Regions from separate parts of the Mus musculus genome. Here regions 2, 3, 4 and 5 are each linked to region 1. The links are chromatin contacts, called in public HiChIP or PLAC-seq and promoter capture Hi-C maps. All regions are on one chromosome and are shown on one strand. The core of a region is the stretch at or near the end of the contact, and the rest is flanking DNA. Distances in the headings are between cores, read along the strand shown.

Region 1 (4,672 bases), core at 340-2,839:
ACAACGGCAACCTACATATCAGGAAAAGATCTTTATCAATCCTATATCTGATAGAAGGCTAATATCTAATATATACAAGGAACTCAAGAAGTTAGACTCCAGAGAACCAAATAACCCTATTAGAAATGGGGTACAGAGCTAAAGAAAGAATTCTCAATTGAGGAATCCTGAATGCCCAGGAAGCGCCTAAAGAAATGTTCAACATCCTTAGTCATAGGGAAATCAAATCAAAATGACCCTGAGATTCCACCTCACACCAGTCAGAATGGCTAAGATCAAAAACTCAGGTGACAGCAGATGTGGAGAAAGAGGAACACACATTTTCATTGTTTGTGAGACTGCAAGTTGGTACAACCACTCTGGAAATCAGTCTAGAGGTTTGTAAGAAAATTGGACATAGTACTATTTGAGGACCCAGTTATACTACTCCTGGGCATATACACAAAAGATGCTCCAACATATAACAAGGACACATGCTCCACTCTGTTCATTGCAGCCTTATTTATAATAGCCAGAAGCTGGAAAGAACTCAGATGTCCTTCAACAGAGAAACTGATACAGAAAATGAGGTACATTTACACAATGGGGTACTACTCAGCTATTAAAACAATGACTTCATGAAATTCTTAGGCAAGTGAATGAACTAGAAAATATCCTGAGTGAGATAAGTCAGTCACTAAGGTGGATGGCAAGAAGTGTGCAGACTGTAGCCTGATATAGCTGTTTCTAGAGAGGCGCTTCCAGAGCCTAACAAATACAGAGGCAGCTGCTAGCAGCCAACCATTGAACTGAGCACAAGATCCCTAACGGAGGAGTTAGAGAAAAAAAGACTGATGGAGCTGAAGGGGTTTGCAACGCACAGGAAGAACAATATCAACCAACCAGACCCTGCAGAGCTCCCAGGAACTAAACCATCAACCAAAGAGTACACATGAAGGGACTCATGGTTCCAGCCCCATATGTAGCAAAGGATGGCCTTGTTGAACATCAATGGGAGGTGAGGTCCTTGGCCCTGTGAAGGCTCGATGCCCCAGTGTAGGCGACTGCCAGGGCGGCGAGGTGGGAGTGGACGGGTGGGTGGGGAGCACCCTCAAAGAAGCAGGGGAAGGAAGGATGAAATAGAGGGATTCCGGAGGGGAAACCGGGAAAGGGGATAACATTTTAAATGTAAATAAAATATCCCCCTCAAAAAAAGGGAAAAAAATCTGAATACTCCTCTCTGCCCTCCCACCACCCTCCACCGCTGTCCACCAGAAACGTCAAAAGGAAGAGATGGCAGCATCACTTGAGACCCACGCCCAGATGTTAACGGGGGAGGGGTGGGGAGGATCCAGAAGGCGCTTGGCGCAGGCGCACTAGCCTTCCGCTGGGTCAGCCCACAATGGGGCCCAGCCGACCGGAGAAGTCTCGGAGCAGAAAGCACACACTCAGGCAACCCAGCCCCATTGGGCAGCTCGCCACCTCAGCTCCACGACCTTACGAAGCTCACCTTCCCTCTGCCGGTCTGTCAGCACCCAGAGACCCTCACGCAATCAGCGACGAAGCTTTCGGCTCTAGGCGGAAGTATCTGGAGACCGGAAGTCCCACCTCCGCAGAGGAAGTGATGAAAACCACTTTAGCCCTTCCAAACGCGAACCCTATTGTCGCGAAGTGCTGGTAAGGTAGACACCGGAACTGCAACCCCGAAGGACTGTGGGACCAGTCGATTTTGCGTACTGTAGTTGATTCAAGACGCGAACTAAAAGTTCATAGCTGGGCGTGATGGCTCATGGCAATTACAATCAGCACTGGGAAGGTCGAGGCAAGAGAGATGGGAGGAGCGGAGGGGGGTTCATATCTAAAAAACAAAAATGTTTCATGCTTATGGGCACTAAATCACCGTAGGGAGTTCATAGTTACATAGAAAGGTGTAGTGTTGATCCCTCCAGAACTGGAAAGAAAAAGTTAACCAGCTAAGGCATGAGGGAGAACAAGAGTAAACGCAATGTTTTAAGTAAGTCACCACTTTAAACAAGACGTTCCTATGAATCGAGTGTTTTGGTTTATTTTTAGATGTTAAAAAGCCAGTAACTATTTCATTGAAAACAAATTTAAGATGCTATGTATATAAGCATATCGCAATGTGACCCCTCATATTGCTATACCTGAAGCTGGCAAAAACTTACTTGGAAGAGCTCCGGCTTTGCTGGATCCAAGTCAGTTTGACCAGACAGCACCACGAAAACAGTAATAAAAGAGTGCTGTAATTCAATCCAAGAGGAATTGCACAACTCTGCTGGGAGACATAATTAATTATAAATCTGTTTTATTGCACAGCAGTGAACGAGAACCCTGTAGTGAATCTGTTGTCAGTGGTTAATGAAAGATGAAATAAGCTGCCAGAACCTTTCCTGTTTGAAACCGTCTCAGTAGTCATAGAACATGACTCACTCTTGCCTGGAGGGGCTAAGCTACTATTGTCATTTGGCAAGTCTCCAATAGAAACACAGACCTTCAGATGGGAGCGTTTTTCAAGGACAACATTTCATGAAGGTGCTGCTGCTGATTGTTTTGAGACAAAGTCTCACGTATCCTAGGCTGGCCTCAAAACTTGCCAAAGTCAAGCTGGGCGTGGTGACGCCCACCTTTAATCCCAGCACTCGGGAGGGAGAGGCAGGCGGATTTCTGTCACCTAACTACCAAAGTCAAGATTGGTCTTAATTCCTTAATATCCTGCCTCCATCTACCAAGTGCTAAAATCACAGGCTTGGCCCACCATGCCAATATCTCCACATTTATTGTAACTTCATGCTTTTCAAGGAAGTGTTGATACAAAACACATGCTAGAAAAGAGATAGGCTATTCTGAACCAAATTTAAGTGATCTTGGCCCAGAAACGTTTACTGAGTTTACCCTGAATGACTTACTGTAGAAGAGATCATTTGAATTTTTATACTTTTACACAAGAACACATTCCTCTATATCTCCCAAGTTCTCCCTACCTTCTACTTCCCGTGATTATTTTGTTCCCCCTTCTAAGTTGGACTGAAGCATCCTTACTTTGGCTGGCCTTCTTCTCGAGCTTCATATAGTCTGTGAGGAGGAATATTGCTAGCTTTGCATGTGTGAGTCTTTAGGTTTTATCCTTAGAACTGTCAAGAATGATGATGGTGGTGATGAAGAGGAGGAGGAAGAGGAAAGATACCTACTATTGACCCTTGGCATGACAGGCACATACATGCATACTCACATACAGAGGTACCCATACAAATAAGTACACAGAAGAACATTCTAGTAGCTTGAGGTATGGGCAGGTGCAAGGGGCTATTGCCAGAGCCAGAGCTGCTGGTTAAGCCTGATCAAGATGACAACCTCCCAAAAGCACCGAGACTTCGTGGCAGAGTCCATGGGGGAAAAGCCAGTGGGGAGCCTGGCTGGTATTGGTGAACTCCTGGGCAGGAAGCAGGAGGAAAGGGGCTTTAACAAGGCTTATAAAGAATGATGAAGACCTCTTTAGAGAATGGCTGAAAGACACACGTGGTGCCAGTGCCAAGCAGTCCTGGGACTTTTTTTTTTTTTTTTTTTTTTTTTTTTTGGTTTTTCAAGTCAGGGTTTCTCTCTGTGTAGCCCTGGCTGTCTTGGAACTCACTTTGTAGACCAGGCTGGCCTCGAACTCAGAAATCGCCTGCCTCTGCCTCCCAAGTGCTGGGATTAAAGGCATGCGCCACCACCGCCCGGCAGTGATGCCTTCTTATAATGTTCTCTGGGAACCCCTCAGCCCCCAGCCCCAGCATAGAGTCTCTAGAGTCTGCAGCAGGGCAGGGCTCCTCCCTGTCCTGCATGAAGAAAAAGATGGCTGTTGCCACCTTCACCTCCTATGTTCTCCAGGGTCTTTGGGGAGTTCTCTCCCCTCAGCATTTCCACCTTTCTGGAATCCTTGCCCTTGCATGCCTTTCCCTTCCACCTCTCCCTGCAGTTCTGTGGCAACAGTTACCAGCCTTCCTGAATGGATTCCTGACCCCCTTCTCCCTCATTATCTGTTGGATGCCCTTTGGTTCCTTTCCCTTTTTTTTTTTTTTTTTCTTTTTTGGCAAAAACAGTCACTGTCCTTATAAAATATTTTTAAATTAATAAAATCAGTGGCCTTCAAAAAAAAACAAACAAATAGGTACACACACACACACACACACACACACACACACACACACAAATAAATAGGGCTGGGTATGCAATTGACAGAATGCTTAGCACACACAAAATTGTGGATTAGATCCCCAGCACTATATAAAACAGGCGTGGTCCTGTACACCTGCAATCCTCTGACTCAGGAGCTAGAAGCAGGAACATCATTTCAAGGTCAAGGCATAAGCCCCTCAAGGCTGGAGCAGCCAGGGCATACCCTACAGAAAAAGAAAAGCCCAAGATCAGGCCATAAAATCCCACAAATTCCAGGCCACCCAGGAAAACACTATCACCATCCCCCCAAATAAGACTATATATAAAACCTGCCTTCTGTTCAGTTCTTCACTTCTTCTCTCTTGAGCAGAGTCAGCCACCTTCTTGTGTTTTTCCCAATAAGTATCTTTGTGAGGTTTGTTGTGCATTGTGATTTTATGGTATTCCATGGTTCTTGACCGCCAGGATACCTTTCCTCTCAGAGCTGTACCAGCTGCCATATTCAGAAAGACTCCGC
Region 2 (4,079 bases), core at 735-3,234, 1.8 Mb before region 1:
CTACTTTACAATCTGCTCCACAAGCTCCTTGGAGGACACATCTTTCATCTGGGGCCTCTAATCTCTAGATTGAACTGATTTGCTACATTTTATAGGCATCTGTTCACATATTATCTCATTTTTGAAATATTTTTTTCTCCCACTAATTTTTAAAGGCCAGAAGAGATCTGAGCTGCTACCAATTCACTGGCTCCTTTTATTCATTCTTCCATTAGTCACTCTTAGCTAAGTTCATAAAAGCATGCAAGGGAGAAACATGAGATCACTAGAAGCTGCAGCAGAAACTTTCTCACACACAGGGTCTGAGGTTATACCCTCTCCCTGACCATCTGCTGGAGGGATTTACTCTTGGCAAGCATTCCACCACTGAACCATATCCACAGCCTGGGACATATCCAGCTTTCAGTTCAACCTTGAAGTTCGGTAATCTTAGTTCTTCCTTGAGACTTGACAGTATAACAGTAAATAACACAGAAAGAAACAAAAAACAAAAGCTGGACACCAGTGGCTAAGGGTTTTTTAGGATGTTAAAGCAACGTGGTTGTAATACCAACACATAGGTGAGAGAGGCAGAACTATTTCTAAGCTACAGGTAAGGAGCCTAGAACTTGATGTTCACCCATGGAGGAAAGTGGAGAAGAGAGCAGGGCCAGGTGCAAATAGCCAACCATTTTCTCTCATTTTCTGCAAGGGATCACTATTTAATCTATTCTAAATTTTCAGAGGCTTTCTGCAGCAATAACTATATTCAATTACTCTTCTTTTTCTAAAAAGAAAGGAAGAAGCCTGAAGCCCTAAAAGACTAAATAACCATGCCGTAACTCTATGAAAAAGAGCGATCTTTTTTTATAGCAACAGCAATGTGCTGCCGGGCAATGTCCCACTGGTTTCAAGAACAATTCTACCAGCCCTATTTGTCAGATATTCACCCTCCTCCTAGGGCTACACACTATGCCACACCATACTCACTGTTCTGTCTTAAAAAGAAACAGGATCTCATGTTACCGAGGCTGGTCCAGAACTCATTGTGTTCCAGAGAATAGCCTTAGACGTAAACCCCTTCGAGTCTAGCTTTATGCAGAGCTAGGGATTAACTAAACCAGAGCTTCCTGTCCGCTGGGCAAGCACAACCTGATGTCCTTATTACTAATTCTCTCGACTCTACGTCTTACCTCACTCACACGTCTTATAGGAATCTCTCTCCAAATCTTTAAGACACTCAAAACTGAAATTATACTCCCTTTGTGTCTTTTCTCATTGTGGAGGCCAGAGCCACCAATATCCGAGTAATTTGCGATTACTATTCTGCCTTCCATCCCCACTCCTGGGTACTGAGAGTCCAGTCAGGCAACCGTCAAGCTAAAGCCAGAGTTTCCAAAAGTAAAGAGTAGAAAAGGAAATTAAAACCCCACGTGGTTCAACTGTCTAGGCTGCCTTACCGGCCTCCCAGCATCTGAACTCGTCTCGGGCAGACAGCTTTCCGTAAACATTTACTGAATACAGTTATATCATGCAGAACTTCCCAGGAGCCCCGCGGGAAGTTGTTGCTAGAAGTTGCAGCGCTAAAGGCAGCGCTCGTCGCTCCGCCACCGGACCGAGCGTGTGCGGGTGAGTGAAGAAAGAGACCCAGCAAGGACCGCGTCCCCCCCGAACTCCAGGCTGGGTCTCCGAAGGAGAAACTCCTGGAGAGCCGAGGCACCCACAGAACCGCTAGACCTGGATGGAGGAGTTACCGAGTGACAACAGCGCAGGCGACGCGCCGCCAAGAGTCCTCCTCAAGCAGGGAAGGCTTGATCTCCAAAGAATTCCACCGCGGGCGGCTCCAGCCAGCGTTTTCTGGCCTGACGAACTGACAAGATCCCCGAAGCTCCAGAGCCGACACACCGGGCCTCCGGGTACCGTGCCTCGGGCACGCGCTTCTTACGGAACTCCCAAGCGCAGAGCTCCCCGCTACAGAGCAAGGCCGCAGCGACAGACTAAAGGAATTGACGACGTAGAGACGGCCGCCGCCGCCACTGCGCCGTTAGCTCTCCGCTCAATCTAGCCTCCGGCAGGAGGGCCCGCCCCCTTCCCGGCATGTGATTGGCCCTCAACAGCTCCTCGCCGCCGTGTATAGGCTGTTGGTCGTTACCCAATCGCCGGAGGCTTTGCTCCGTGGCCCTATGGGAGATGTAGTCCTGAGTACTGGGTCCCTATGGAGACCAGAGCGTCTCTTCCCTGAGTTCTGGAAATGGTTCCCAAAGACCTCTCCAAGTTCTAGTCGAAAAATTCATACTATAGTATTGGCTCTCATCAGTGGTGGAGTATCAAGGGCCAGGAATCTGAAGTCAGAAAATTAATTGTAGCTTAGTTTTGCAGACACTAAATATCTTGTCTCCCTCATCCACAGAAAAGAAAGACTAGAATGAAAGTGACTATTAATTTATAGGCTTGCAACAGGGGTTAAAAAAAGAACCCGTGAGTACACTATGGAAATTATGAGGCACTATAGATGCTAATGGCCACACTGATACTAAACATTTACTGAGTAAAACACTCAAGTTGAGATACACACTTGGATAGCACAAGTGGGCCAGTAAGAACTTGCACAAATAATTAAACATGGAAAGAAGAAAGTAGGAAACATCCCAAAGGGTTTATGGTATTCTAAGGCAAATAAGTATCTGGGGCAGAGACGGGAAGATTCCTGGGTTTTGCTAGCTGCCAGTCTGAATGAAAAGCCAGTGAGCTACAGGTTCAGAAAACAATCCTGGCTAAAGAAATAAGGTGGATAGTGAGAAAGGAGAATACAGATGGTCTCCTTTGGGCTCTGCAATACAGGAGCTCATTTATCTTAGCACACAGACATGCATACAATGCACACACGCACACACACACAAACAAACAAAGTAGTTGGGTCTTAAAGGAAGGGTATATTTTTTTTAGTCAGAGGAAATACACAAATAAAACATAACATTTTTTTCCCTTAGGAAGATCAAAGTTCCCTCCAAACCTAATTTGATGTTTTATTACTAGAAGCAAAGACCAGCATGGCACAGCATCACTCCAGAGGAATTAAGGAAGCACCTTGGGCTGCTTCACTCACATTCATTTGAAGAATGGATACCCCCTACCTCAGAATGCTTTAGGGAGGGGCTGCTACCCTTACATGGTTCCTTATTAAATTTGAAAAGTGCCTCAAAAGTTTTGACACCAGAAAGACACCCCAAAAACATGTGTCTAAACTGCAACTTCAGGTGAATATGACTAAAGCAGTTACATTGTGAGAAGTGCTGAAGGTATGAGATGTCTTCCCTGGCACAGGAGTGACCATGGTTCCTCACCACATGGTGTAGCCACCTGTCTTAGTTAGGGTTTTACTGCTGTGAACAGACACCATGACCAAGGCAAGTCTTATAAAAAACAACATTTAACTGGGCCTGGCTTACAGGTTCAGAGGTTCAGTCCATTATCATCAAAGTGGGAGCATGGCAGTATGCAGGCAGGCATGGGGCAGGAGGAGCTGAGAGTTCTATGTCTTCATCCAAAGGCTGCTAGTGGAAGACTGACTTCCAGGCAACTAGGGTGAGGATCTTATACCCACACCCACAGTGACACACCCATTCCAAGCAGGTCACACCTATTCCAAGAAGGCCACACCTTCAGATGGTGCCACTCCCTGGTCCAAGTTATACAAACCATCACACCACCCATGAAGAAGTTTCCCTTGAGCTGAGTTACAGGGACATTTGCTCCCTGCATGACTGCGAGCTGAGCAGTGTTGGGAGGGCATCCAGGAGGTGGAGGAGGAATGTTGCCAGCGGTGGCACCAGCTCCAAATCTGGCACCTGCATCATGCCCTCCTTCCACCAACACTGCTGAGCCAGGTGAATAGTTGGGACCAACTGCATAATAAGCCATGGGTATTGTGGAACCTAGAGGCCCAACAGCCACAGACTGGGCCATAGGCAGATACAATGAGGCGCCAGGAAATGCAGCTGACATGGTGGGGACTGTGGCAGCCCCTGGATGAACAAAGCTTGGACGATAGAGCTCTGAATATGCAGGTGGAGCATCAGTATAGGGTGGAGCCTGAGGAA
Region 3 (4,586 bases), core at 2,048-4,547, 1.4 Mb after region 1:
AAACAAAGTCAGACTGAAGTGGCATAGGCCACAGCTCTCAACTCCATAAGAGGAGATGAGTGCAAGGAGAATGCCTTAAGATCACCCAGGCAGAGAGATGGGAAGTAGCCGAAAGCCAAGGAATAGCAAGCAGATCAGGGGCTCCTACAAGAAGCCTGTGAAGGCAAGGATGGCTTTCCCCACACTTTGCAGGCAAACACTGGCCCTGTCGACACTATGACTTAGCATCCTGGCATTCAGAAATGTAAGTTAGTGCCTGCCTTGTTTAAGCCATCAACTGCATAATCGCTTGCTACAGCAGTGCTGACAAACCAACAAGAGGGTTGTTAAGTCTCTTGCCTCATTATGGAAAATAAATCCATCTTAAAGGTTTAAATATTGTGAGTATAGCTCAGGGTATCTGTTGCTGTGGCCATGGCCACAGCAACTTAGGGAGGAAAGGGTTTGTTTGGTTTACAAGTCCTGATCACAGTCCATCACTAAGGGAAGGACTCAACGCAGGAACCTGGAGGCAGAAACTGAATCAGAGACCATAGAGGAGTGTTGCTCACTGGCTTGTTCCCTGTGGCTTGTTCTGCCTGTTTTCTTATATAACCCAGGACCATCAGCCTAAGTGTGAAACTGCCCCGTAGTGGGCTGGGCCCTCTCACATCAACTGTTAATCAAAAAATTTACTATAGGTGAATCTTATGGAATATTTTCTCAATTGAATGTCCCTTTTCCCAAATGACTCTAGGTAGTGTCAAGTTGACAAAAAAAACTAACATAGAGGACTTATGACATTAAAATTTCCCAAGAGATTTGTAGTTGAAATGACTAGTGATGAGGTAAGGCAGGAATGACTGTATAAGAGTGGGATTCAGATGGATTAAGGAACAGTCTCTTCCCTATGCATCCTACCTAATGGCTCCTTAATTAACAGAAGTCCCTCTACTGAGTTAAGAGATAACTTAGGAGCCTCTGCAGGACAGGAGGTGGGTGATGCATAAGATTTAAGGTTCCAATTTTAAGGACACCCCACCTTCAAGAATTCCTCTTGTTTCATTTTGGGATTTGTATCCAAGATTTCCCTGGGCAAAAGAGTTATGAAGCTAACATGTATTGAAACTCCATGACATTATTTAACTCACAGCGAGGCAATTTTTTTTTTTTCTTTACCATTTCTGTAAACCATGTTCACGTGCATGCGTTTGTCAGCCAATCTGAGTTGCCCACCTCTCCTAAGGTGAGGGAATCAAAGTTTAGGATGCAAAGCGGAGTTCCTTCTTGGTTATTAGCTAAGTTCTGATAGCGTGGTGGGAAGGAAGCTTTGCAATGTTTTTCTTTGTTCCAGTGTTTTTTAGAACCCCAAATCAAGATCTTTATGACTCAGAATGTGCTGCGAGACTGTAAGAAGTAAAAGTCAAAATTTATATTTTATGCCCGGTGATTTATGGGCTGTCCCTTTTGCCACTGGATAAGCAGAGAAAACTATCAGGATGCAGTATTTACATTCTCGCGGTGGAGGCAGCAGCAGCCCCAAATGCCAGAAACAATGTATCTGACATTAATGAAACACACCATCCCTCTGACTAACTTGAAATACCAAAAAGGAAAATAGTTCTCACACACGATGTCGTCTTTTATAACTTTGCAGGTATAATCTCACTGGAGATCCATAGCCGTCCCGGGACTTAGGAGGACTGCATTTTCTCGCTCATCTACTGTGGGCTCAGAGTCTACAGAGGCTGAGGGAATACTCTGGGGCCTGGGGCCAGTTACTGAGGGGAGGGTTGGGGCTACCTCTGTTGATATTCCTGCACTCCGAGATGAGTGAAGGATGTTTCACTCTTTGCCTTACAGAGTGTTGTAGCGGAGAGAAAGCTTAAAAATGGCTAAGAAGTGTCTGGAGCCCCACACTGAAAGCTTAAGTCACTCTCTGCTTTTGTCTTTGTCATAAGCAACAAGTCACCAGAAACAAATAACGAATACACTGTCAATTCCGTTAAAAATTTTCCCCAGTTTAGCACGTGAATTTCAAAATGTTCTTCAAATTATTATAGCTATTCATCCACCCACTCTGCCTTCAAGACGGCTGCCACAGAGCACCCTGAGCACCAAGGCACTCCTGGTGGGCCAACTGCTTACTCCGGTATTCTGGAATGTCTCTTGGGTTTTCTTCTTTCTTCCACCCCCTTGAAATCCTCCCTTTCAAGTAACAGGTTGGGGTGAGTACCTGGATGGGGAGAGAGAGATGAGTGCACTGGCCCGTTGAAGTAACATGGGTCTTTTAAAAGAAACCAAGGACAGGCACTCTGCATCTTAAGGAAAAGAACCCCGTGCAAGTCAGGGTTCTCAGCTCAAGTCCCGGTTCCCAGCTCGGGTCTTTGTGTTCTTTGCAAAGTGGCCCACGGGGACAGTAGGCTGTACGGCGAGACGTCCCAAACGGAGTTTAACGCAACGGGGAGGAAAGTCTTCAACTTTCAAAAGCATCATCCCGCGAGAGGAAGTTTCAGGCTTGGCCTAGGGAAAAGTACCAGGAGGTGTGCGGGGGTGGGGCAGTGGCGATCTGAGAGGTCTCTAGAGAAGGAAGGGGAGTCCAGCCCGAGAGCGGAGTTGGGGGGGGGGGGGGCGAAGAGAGGCGGCATGGGCGAAGCGCCCGGCAGCGCGCGAGCCCCGGCTGCTCGGCTGCGCGGGAGCGCAGGCCTGGAGGGCTCGGGTGACATCACCCGCGGGCCCCTTCCTCCTGCCGGGTGGGTGGGGCCTGGCGCGCCGCGCGGGCGCGGGGTCAAGGAGGGGGAAGAGGAGGAGCAGGCCTGGATGTGTCTGTGTGAGGACCCGGGAGGGGCGGAGGCGGTGGAGCGCGTGGCTCCCGGCTGCCCGCGCCAGCCCTGCCCGGCCCGACGCGCGGCCTCAGTGCCGCCCCTCAGCGCAGCGCCCTGGGATCCGCGCGCGCGGAGCGGGACCCCGCCGGGCGCGGCCTGGAAAGGAGCGGGAAAGCAAAGTAAGGCGAGCAGTCTTCCCAAGTTTTTAAACCAACTTCGCCCCCTGCGGCGGCGGCGGCGGCGGCGGCGGCGGCGTCGTCCCGCGGCTCGGCGCGTCCCCCCCAGCGCTCCTCCGAGTGGCGGAAATTAGAGGGACGGGGCGGGGGTGGGGGCGCGCGAGGGAAGAAGGAGCCGGGAAGGAGAGCAGAGTCTGACCACATCTGTGAAAACTTGGGGAAGGAGGGCGGGGAGGAGGAGGAGCGCAGGAGCGCGCGGAGGGGAGCGCGAAGGGCGCGCGCGGCGGAGCTCAACTTTTGCAACCGGGGCGCTCGGCCTGGACGGGCCCTTAGTCGTTGAAAAGTCGACTTGACGGTCGGGGGGCTCCTTTCTTTCTCTTTCTCCTCCCACCCGCGGTTGAACCAAATCAGAACTGTCACTCAGGGCCGGTGACTCAGAGGGATCAGATTACAGGATCCCTGAAACTGATGCGCGGGCTGCAGCGGCGGGAGGGAGCGGACCGGGCCGCACCGCCGGCGCCCGCACACTCGTCCGCCCGCCCGCCGCTCCCCTCCTCGCCCGCTCGCCCCGTCGCCGGCCCACGCCACACCATGCCCGCCGGGGCCGCACGCTGGGATCAGTCAGGCCATCCACGGTAGCCCGAGTCCGCCTGCCGCTCCGCCGGCGCAGGTCTGTGGATTTGGGACCTGACAGCCAAAGCCGCAGGTACGTCCCGCCTGAAGTTCTTTGTTTTGCGGGCCCCGCAGCCCTCCCTGTCGAGCTTCCCGGCGGCGTCGGAGCGGCTTGTGTGCGCTCGCGCCTTCCCGCGCTCTCGGGGATCGGGTCTCGGCTCTCCGGACTGCAGAGCTCCTGCCCCAGGGCGCGCGGACCAAGTTTGCAGCGGCGGCGTCCGTGCCTACTTCTCGCCAAGTGCTGCGCAGAGCTCCGGGAGTCCGGAGCTGCGGCTGGTCCTCGCGCCCCCGCAAGCCGCAGCTTGGCTTGCGCGCAGCGCCTGGGGATGCGCCGAGCCGCCGCTGCCCCGCTCTCCAGGGTCCCGCCTTCACTTCTGAGGGTGGGGGTGCGGGGTGAGCGGATGGAGGGCGCGCCTCCGCGGTGGGAGAGGAAAAGTGAAAGTTGTGCCATCTGTGCGTGATTTGGAACTCTGTCTCTTCCTTTCCAGAGGTAGAGCAGAAAGAAAGAAAAGAGAAAGAAAGAAAAGTAGCCGTGGCCCTTGCGGTAACCAAGAGGCCGAATTTGCACAGAGCAGAGTTGGGTACGGATCACTCTACTCTGCTGGGGACACTTAACTTTCTGGAGTTGCAGTGGGACCCCGAGGATGTGGCAGAGTTAATATTGATCATACATTTGAATAGTTGGTGAAGCGACTTTTCAGCAGATGGCCACATGCCCTCACACTCGGCCCGGCCTTTGCTTATTATCCTTTGATGAACTTAGTATCCTTCTGTGAACTTTGTGCCTGTGTCCCGGAGTGCACCTTTTTGAGTACCAAGCCATACCCCCCCTCCCCCCAGGCTTTCTTGGCTGTGTGTGTGTAAAGACCACTTAGGGAAGTTTCCTGCACCGCGTTTACCCTTTCTCCTCCCCCAACTTGGTTGTAGATTCTGG
Region 4 (4,131 bases), core at 1,299-3,798, 1.5 Mb before region 1:
TTTCTACAACCACAAAAAATAAAGTAAATTCGTGAGACATACTTAGAGAATGGCTTCCATGAATTTGTGTACCTCTTCCCATTCTTTGTAATCCTGCAGGATTTCTGTTCTCTCTCTCTCTCTCTCTCTCTCTCTCTCTCTCTCTCTCTCTCTTTCTCTCTCCCCTTCTTTACCTCCCCTCATCTCCCCTTCTCTCAGCTAAACTTGAGGAGTAATTTGAAGTTTGATGGGAGGATAGAGTGTGAAAAGTAACCGAGAACAATGAGCCAAGCCAATGGGAATGTTCTGGAAAAGTCCAGAACGGTCCATGCTCCTTTTGGTCCTTGAGTCACACCCCGATGGACTCACTTTTCTGGAACTGTAAGTGATGAAGCCTTGTTCATTCCCAAAGTTGCCAGTTTTCCTGACTTATTACTAGTTTTCTTATTGTTTTTAAATCTAGCTGGATCTGAATTTTTCTATAGCTTGCTACAAAGGTTCTTCCTGTTTCAACTTGCAAACCCCTAACTAGGATGGGAAGTTTGAAGTTAAGGAGTGTAGGTAAGGAGCATGGGTATCATTATAAAGGCAATGCCTGCTCTAATAAGAAATAAACCGCAAGGCTAAAACAGAGGACAGTAGCTTATTCATCAATTAATCAACTCCTCATCCTGCTCATTACAGCAAACGCTAAAACAGATCACAGCACAGGGCAATGTGAACCTTTCTTTTTCATGAAAAACACCCATGTCTGATTTCACTCACTGAGAGAAAAAAATGTTTCCAAACATTGTGAGTAAAGTTTCTGAGCTAAAACAAATGGTGTGTGTGCCATTATAATCTTTGTAAACTTGTTTTTCTTCTACCAATTGAAAAGTTGATAGAAAAGCTCAAGTTTTTCTTTGTGACAGGCCCTGAAGTGCTCCGAATGACAGGCATGGTTTCTGCCCTTGATATCAGATATTTAAAATGTGAAATTTAAAAATAAGGCAGTTTATAACTAAAAAAAATGGCTATGTTCCATGATGTACACATTATCTGGGCCAATTGCAGCACAAAGGGACCTGAGGAAAGTCCCATGCATACCCAAAGCGCAGAGCGATGAAGAGCATAGAAAGGCAGCTTTGAGAAGCAAGTCGCACACAGTTCTCTGTTAGCTATGTGGAGAAAAGGGAGCTGGTGACATGGGAAGATGGCCTGTGAAGTTCCAGGGTCTTGGACTGGTTTATTGTTCTGTTGTCTCCGCCTTAAAAGTCTTCTCATTTCCCCTGGACTTTCATTTCTGGCTGACCCTACAGATCATGCAGTGGGTCTAGATGGAATCATGGATGCGAATGTTCTCATGTTACCAGAGAGGCCAGAGGAGATTTTGAAGATGTGATTAAGGATTTTGAGATCAGGAAATTGCCTGGGTTATCCGGGTGAGCACCATGCAATCGAAAGTCTTTATATGTAGGGACACAAGAGAGATAGGGTCAGAAAGCACAGACGACAAAAGCAGGCTATGCCACTGTGTCATGTGAGGTCCTGAATCTAGGAATTTGATTGGCCATAGAAGCTAGAAAAAGCAAGGAAACATTATTCTCTAGAATATTCCAAATGGATGCAGTTTGTTTTAGTTTTCTGGCTTCCAGAATGTAAGATAATACATTGGGGTTGTTTTCAATCACTACCCTTCTGGTCATTTGTTACATCAACAATGACAAATTGATACATACTACTGAATGTAAGTTTCCTATAACTCAGGAATATCGGTAAAGTTAGCGATTACCATTAATTGATCACTTATTTGCTAGGGACTACAGGAAGCTTATGTACATAACCTTACATAATCCCAGAACAATATTTGAGGTGTAATTAAGACCACAAAACCATCTAGAATGTGTTACATTTGGGATAGTCTATGTCCCTTTAAGCTTTTCTGTGCGTTTATCCCGATTCTTCGTTTTTCACTGTATAGACTGGGGTTTTCCTTCATCCTTTAAAATGTATTATAGATTTTCTGGTGTTGGTAGAGGAGTAGTGGAGACACCAAGCAATGATACTTCTGGGGCATGTGACATGAAGGAGGTGCTGAAGACTTCCTGACAAGATGCCAGGTGGTTTTAGGTAGCTGCAGAGGTGAGAAAAAAGGCAAAGAAAGCTCTTGGGAATAGCAAGTCAAAGATTCGGCCGGCCTGGCGAGAAAATCCTGGCCCCAGTAGGTCAAGCGGTGACAAAGAGCTATTGGCATAGTGCCTGAAGACCTGCGGGGATGGGGGTGGACAGTCTTGTTTCTCAGAGCGACGAAACAGAGGTTCCACCACCTCAGGCCAACCCCTAAAACAGCACCCACTCTCCCGCCTGCTCCTGGGTGTTTTGGAGGCCTCGTGGTCCCGCCTCATTGGCCGCCGCGGAGCCCCGCCTCAGGGAGGCAGAGCGACCTCCGAGCCTGTAGTTCTCCATTTTCAAGACCTTCCCACTGTGGGGGGGCCCCAAGGGGCTACAGGGACTACAACTCCCAGAAGGCTTTGCGCAGAGGGCGTGATCATAACTGAGGACGCCGGGGGCGGGGCCTCCTGGGATGAAGCGGGGGCGCGCAGCACTGGTACATCAGTCGCTGCTGCTGCGAACGGTAGAGTGTTCCTTGCCCGAGACCGGCGCTCAGACCCCGGGTCCTGGAGGCTCCCGGCTCCCAGGCACTGCCCCCTGCTGTCGTCGTCGCGGCGGGCCGTCGTTCCCCAGCCCCGATCGGCCGAGGCGACGGCAGCGGCCGAGGTCACCATGAGTCCGGGGTTCCGCCGGGCCGTTACTGGGCAGGGGGCGGCGGCCGCGGTGCAACTGCTTGTCACCCTGAGCTTCCTCTCAAGTCTGGTCAAGACTCAGGTAAGCCCGAGGACCAAAGGCAGGGGACGGGTCACGCCGGCGTCGCCGAGAGGCCGAGGTGCAGGTGCGAGTGGCCAGCCAGGGATTGAGAACCGCGCCGGCTAGTGCGGGAAACGTCTGTAAAGCGCGGCGGGCGCGGGGACACGACACGCGTGGTGATGGTTTACGGAAGAGGAAGATGGTGACGGCCAGTAAGCGCTAGCGGCTTTATCTTTGTGATGGTGACGGGGAGACACAAGTCTTGAGTGGTGAAGGTGTTGGGGACACAAACCTCTGACATCCTTCCCTCAGATGACAGGGAGGCAGACCCTCCATCCTCTTCCTGGGCTAGAGGGGGCATTACTTCATTTCCTTGAACTTGTGCTCTAGAGATAGCTATAGGCATTACCCGCTTTATAATTATCCACCTGTCCTACGTATGCAAAGTGGCATGCCAGGTGAGCCCAGTTATGACACTGGAGGGCCTAGGCCCCTACTGTGGGCTTCTTAAGTCTATAGTGAGGCTTGCTGGCTGGACAGTCCGGTAGACTTTGACGTTGCCTTGGTTAGGCAGGTATTACTGAAGTGTTCACTACATACTCGAAAGCCAAAGCACAGCCTCTTGCCTTGAAAAGAGATAGGTTAGCTCTGCCTCTTTTAGTGAGGAAGGTTTGAACAGGTTGCCAGATGCTGCTATATCTTGTCTGCACCTGCTGCAAAGTGCTAGCTCGAAGAGCCAAAACCGAAGAAAAACAAAAGTGTCTCAGATGGCCTGATAATGAGGGGCATGCAGTTTGAAGCAATTAACACTCATTGCTAAGAGAAAAAAAAATGATGGTAACTGTGAGAGTAACCGTGTAAACATGTTTTTCTGCCTTGTTCATGGTGTTATGGTGTCCAGCATGAAGTCCTAGAATACAAGAATATTCTGTTTGTGTCCATGTGTGAGTTCTCTTGAATGATTTGATAAAAATAAACAGCTAGGAACAGTGGCATACACCTGTAGCCTCAGCTCTCAGGGGTAAAAAACACAAACAGTAGGAAAAACAGTAGGATTGCCGCAGGTTGGACGCTGGCCTACATATTGAGATTCTGGGTTAGCCAGGACTACATAGCAAGACCCTCTCTCAAAAAACTAAACAATGAACCAGTCAGAGAAAAGAAGGAAGAAAGGGAAAGGAAAAGAAACCTTTTGTTAAACGTGGAGCTTGCTGAGTCCATCTGGAACTGAGCAAGGAATCAGAATTTTAAACAAGCCTTGTAAGTGTCTGTGATGCAATTGTTCTTTCCACTATACTTTAGTCAGGC
Region 5 (4,191 bases), core at 915-3,414, 1.6 Mb before region 1:
TCCTGGGAGGTGCACTGCATGCTTACTAGAGAGAAAGGTAAAGACCAATCTAGCTACCAAACCTTTGATCGATAACAGTGAGCTGCCTGCAAGCTATGCTGGTACAATGATGGCGCAAAGTTGAGGAGTAACCAATGAATACCTGGTTGGATTTAAGGGCCAGTCCATGAGATGGATTCCATGCCTTACACTGCTTAGTGGCCAAGAATCTGAGACCAGATAGGCTAGGGAACTAATATATATATTAGACAATAGTATATATATGAGACTTTTAAATACACACACACACACACACACACACACACACACACACACACACACACACACACACACAGCTCTTAAAGACATTCTGCTATACTCAGATCAGTATTTCTTGCTTAGCTGCTACCAGAGAAACTTCCTCCTGCAGCAGAAGAGAACAAATACAGAGAGCCACAGCTGGGTAATGTCTAGAGAATGAGAGACCTCAAATACTCAGTCGTAAATATGATGTTTCCATCTAATCCCCCCCCCCACTCCCTCAGGAAGGCAAAAAGGAGGCCAAAGGGGACGGTAGGAGAGGAGGACAAAAAGATAGAAAGAGCCAGTGGGGATGGAAGACACCAGGAAAGCAAGACCTTCCAAACACAGCAGAAGAGACTGTGGCAGCACGCACGCACAGGGCTTCCACAGGTCTGGAGCAGATGGGCTTTCAGCACTGAGAGAGGAAGGACACAAGCCCCTGTCCCTAACCCAGAGGTATCTCCCACTGACAATCACTCACAAATCAGTTTTCTACAGTGGAGCTAACTCACTGTGCAAACCTAAGGCTAGGTCCCAATTACCATATGGACAATGTAAGATGAGCTAACTTGAACTAACTCTGTAGCATTTTTGGACCTTTTTTGCCTCATAATTCTTTGTCAGGGCATCTTTTCCCCTCCTTATAGGTCCTTTGCGTATATATCTCCGTTTCTGGTTTTGCATTTTTATAAGCTTTCTGTGTGTATAAGCAGGTATGTCTCTTTCTATATGTGTTTCTTGAGCTTTTTCTTTGGCACTTTTTTCTTCTCTTTGTTTTGTCTTATTCTGATGTTTGTTTTTATTTTGCCTATCGCCTTCGTCGTCATCATCGTATGTTTGTACCCTAAATAAGAAAGAGAAAAAACGGTGTGGATTTGGGTGGAAGGGGAAGTGTTGGAGGATCTGGGAAGAGTTGTGGAACGAAACTGTAACCAGAATATGAAAACAAAAAAGTTTTGTGTATTTTTTGTTTTTGTTTTTTGTTTGTTTTTGAGACAAGGTTTCTCTGTGCAGCTCTGGATATTCTGAAACTCACTCCACAAATCAGGCTTGCCTCGAATTCAGATCTGACTGCCTCTGCCTCCCTCGAGCTGGAATTAAAGAAGTGAGCCGCCACCTCCCATCTTGAAAAAAGTTATTTTCACTTAAAAAAATTAAAATGTCATGTTTCTAATAATAATAATAACAGAATAAGAAAAACACCACTCCCTAGGACTGCAGACAAGGCAAAGGTGATAAGGTTGTCAGTAACTGCGTTCAGCGAGTGTTTACTACTTACAGAGCAACCAGATTGCACTGAGAACTACAACTCACGTTAGGTTTGTGCCCTCCTCGGGTAGCATTAGAATTAGAAACGCGGCTTCCCGCGCTTCAGCCCCTCGCAGGCTGGATAAGTATCTCGTGAATGACCGGTTCCTGCTACACACCCGTAAAGCTCCCAAAGGCGGTTGGGGAAAAAGAATCCCAGACCTAAGCCTGAAGGCACATAGCAACACTGAGCGAGGCGTCGGGTACCTAGAGAAGCGAGCTGTAGCACCAAGGAGCGGAGGGGCGGGACTTATAGGTGGCTTTCTGGAAAGAAGGGGGAGGTACTGTAGGCGTGGCTTAGCACATTTTCGTGAGGGTGGAGCTTAAAGGAGGGGCGTGGAATAAATGTGGTGTCTTGGAAAGAGGTGCGGATGGAAGGCGGAGCTTAACTGGATGAGCGAGCGGAGGGTGGGGCTTTGAGGTTCAGGCCCTTAGAGGGGAAAGTAGGCGGGGAATTAAATGGCTGGCCTGAATAGGCGGAACTTAGAGTCACGGAGGCGGGGCCGTTGTATTGCGTTTTCTACAAAGGTGTCCCTTTTCTCTTGCCGTAGTGAGAAGCCGGAAGTTCCTATGAGGCGTGCTTTAGAGTTCCGGGACAGTGCCGGCACCATGTGGGAGCTGATCTGAGGAGTTGTTAGCTGTCTAATCCTGCTGATATTCCGAGTTCAGGGTGAGGAGGAGCACGGTGCGGCTAGGCGCGGCCGTGACTTGGAACGGGTGGCCGGGTGGGCCGTGAGGTCGTGGTGCAGAGCTGGGGAAAGCTGGTGCTGCGGAGGCGTAGTTAACGCAATTGCTGTGGTGGGTCCTGGAGGGTCGGGGAAGCAAGTTTCTGTGTCCTCGAAAGGACTGAGCGCTGTATTGCCAGAGCATGAGCCCTGGCCTGCCATCTGTTAAGGCGCCTGACGTTTCCTAAAAACTTTTCACGCTGTTCGTTCTTAGCCGGTGTTTTGAGACATCCGCCTCCGTGCAAGATGACGTCCTTAGCCCAGCAGCTCCAGCGACTCGCCCTCCCTCAAACTGATCCCAGCCTCCTATCGAGACGTGAAGTTGCCTCTCTGTTATTTGACCCCAAGGAGGCGGCCACAATCGACAGGGACACCGCCTTTGCCATCGGTGAGCCACCTTTCACTTAGCAAAGCTCCCAGAGCATGATATCGGGGAGTTGGGGGGGGGGGAGGTTCTGTATTTTCTTGCCCCCCCCCCCGTTCGCTTCCCGAGCAGTACCTTGTTTTCTTGGTAAGGGGGTGGGAAACAGCAATACTGCTAGATGTGTGAATGTATTTATAAATAATGGTATCTGAAATTTCACAAACTAACTAATATGTAAAAAGGAAGAAAAGTAAAGAAACCGAGACAATGACTGTGGTGTGAGAGGAGACTTTCAGAACTAGATGTAGTTTTAATGACTAAAAAGAAGGGCTCGGGTGGAGTTCTTGTCATGAAGTACTTTCTTTTCTCCTAGTGAGTGGGGGTCAGATTTATCCTATATGTTAACAACTAAAGCCAGTGTTTGAGAGTGTCTAACACATGGTAACAGAGTTCATGAGCTTGGGGGTGAGGAGAACAGGAGAGTATCTGTTGGGTTTGCCTACAAAGAAGTTACACGTGACTCTCCTCCTAGGATGCACTGGCCTGGAGGAGCTTCTTGGGATTGACCCTGCCTTTGAACAGTTTGAAGCGCCATTGTTCAGCCAGCTGGCAAAAGGCTTGGAGCGCAGCGTCCAGACCAAAGCAGTGAACAAGCAGCTGGATGAAAACATTTCATCGTTCCTCCTTCACTTGTCTCCTTATTTCCTCCTCAAGCCAGCGCAGAAGTGTCTGGAATGGCTGATTCACAGGTAGCTAAACCTTCATTAGTTGCCAACACTTGGTAAGCTAGATTGCTTTCACAAATTTCAAAGGTTAACATGATGTTTAGAATGTCAAGTGAACATGCTCTTCTTGAATAGGGTGCCATTAGTTCCTGTCTAGTGTGTTTAGGGTTTAGGGGGTTTGTTTGTTTGTTTGTTTGTTTTTTGAGACATGGTCTCAGTGTGTATCTCTGGTTGACCTCAAACTCACAGAAATCTGCCACCTTCTTCCCCAAGTCTGAGAAGTATGTCATTGTCTTTGGCTAGTTTTGTTTTGGGGATAAGGTCTTATTATAGAGCTCTCGTTTGTTGTTATTGTTGTTTGTTTTGTTTGTGGAGAGAGAGTTTCTCTGTGTAGTCTCAGCTGTCTTAGAACTCAGTGTGTACACCACCCTTGCCTCACACCCAGAGATCCACCTGCCTCTTCCTCCCAAGTGCTGGGATTAGAGGCGATACCACACCTGGCTCAAGCTGGGTTTTGACTTACTTTTTTTTTTTTTTTGCCTGTCTGGCCTGGAACTTACTAAGTAGATCAGTTTGCCTCAGATTTATAAATCTGCCTCTTTTTGCCTCCCAGGTCCTCAGTAGTGTGGTTATAAGTGTGTGCTACCAGACCAGCCTTAACTGCATCAGTACTCAGGAGCTGATGCAGCTTCACATTGCAGATCCGTTAACATGGGGGCAAAACGTACAGTTCCTTCTTACCTCGCTAGGTGTAAAGAATGTCTTTTAAAATATCAACCCAAATCAC

The links. Promoter capture Hi-C pulls out the DNA fragments that hold promoters and counts their contacts. HiChIP or PLAC-seq counts read pairs in DNA pulled down with a chosen protein or histone mark.
Region 2: an H3K27ac HiChIP or PLAC-seq map of microglia shows a contact between it and region 1, with 6 times the contacts expected there. The contact joins the promoter of Mtr here to the promoter of Tbce in region 1. A contact is called at or near these places in 2 of 39 promoter capture datasets (cranial neural crest and pre-B cells) and 1 of 115 datasets of contacts at active chromatin or transcription factors (microglia).
Region 3: a promoter capture Hi-C map of embryonic stem cells shows a contact between it and region 1, with 2.5 times the contacts expected there. The contact joins the promoter of Gli3 here to the promoter of Tbce in region 1. A contact is called at or near these places in 2 of 39 promoter capture datasets (cranial neural crest and embryonic stem cells).
Region 4: a promoter capture Hi-C map of pre-B cells shows a contact between it and region 1, with 2.6 times the contacts expected there. The contact joins the promoter of Ero1b here to the promoter of Tbce in region 1. A contact is called at or near these places in 3 of 39 promoter capture datasets (cranial neural crest, liver and pre-B cells).
Region 5: a promoter capture Hi-C map of pre-B cells shows a contact between it and region 1. The contact joins the promoter of Heatr1 here to the promoter of Tbce in region 1. A contact is called at or near these places in 2 of 39 promoter capture datasets (cranial neural crest and pre-B cells) and 1 of 484 Hi-C or Micro-C datasets (CD8 T cells).

The regions. Positions count from the first base shown.
Region 1 is chr13:14,038,049-14,042,720 of GRCm38.p6, forward strand. It overlaps Tbce (tubulin-specific chaperone E), which reads right to left and starts at 1,590. Exons shown (of 17, transcript NM_178337.3): 1 at 1,490-1,590.
Region 2 is chr13:12,256,129-12,260,207 of GRCm38.p6, forward strand. Mtr (5-methyltetrahydrofolate-homocysteine methyltransferase) reads right to left here and starts at 1,985. Exons shown (of 33, transcript NM_001081128.3): 1 at 1,734-1,985.
Region 3 is chr13:15,460,426-15,465,011 of GRCm38.p6, forward strand. It overlaps Gli3 (GLI-Kruppel family member GLI3), which reads left to right and starts at 3,298. Exons shown (of 15, transcript NM_008130.3): 1 at 3,298-3,686. Gm6556 (a long non-coding RNA gene) reads right to left here and starts at 4,193. Exons shown (of 1, transcript XR_001780862.2): 1 at 1-4,193.
Region 4 is chr13:12,563,335-12,567,465 of GRCm38.p6, forward strand. It overlaps Ero1b (endoplasmic reticulum oxidoreductase 1 beta), which reads left to right and starts at 2,549. Exons shown (of 16, transcript NM_026184.2): 1 at 2,549-2,844. The coding sequence starts at 2,743.
Region 5 is chr13:12,393,211-12,397,401 of GRCm38.p6, forward strand. It overlaps Heatr1 (HEAT repeat containing 1), which reads left to right and starts at 2,165. Exons shown (of 45, transcript NM_144835.4): 1 at 2,165-2,260; 2 at 2,530-2,703; 3 at 3,212-3,428. The coding sequence starts at 2,562.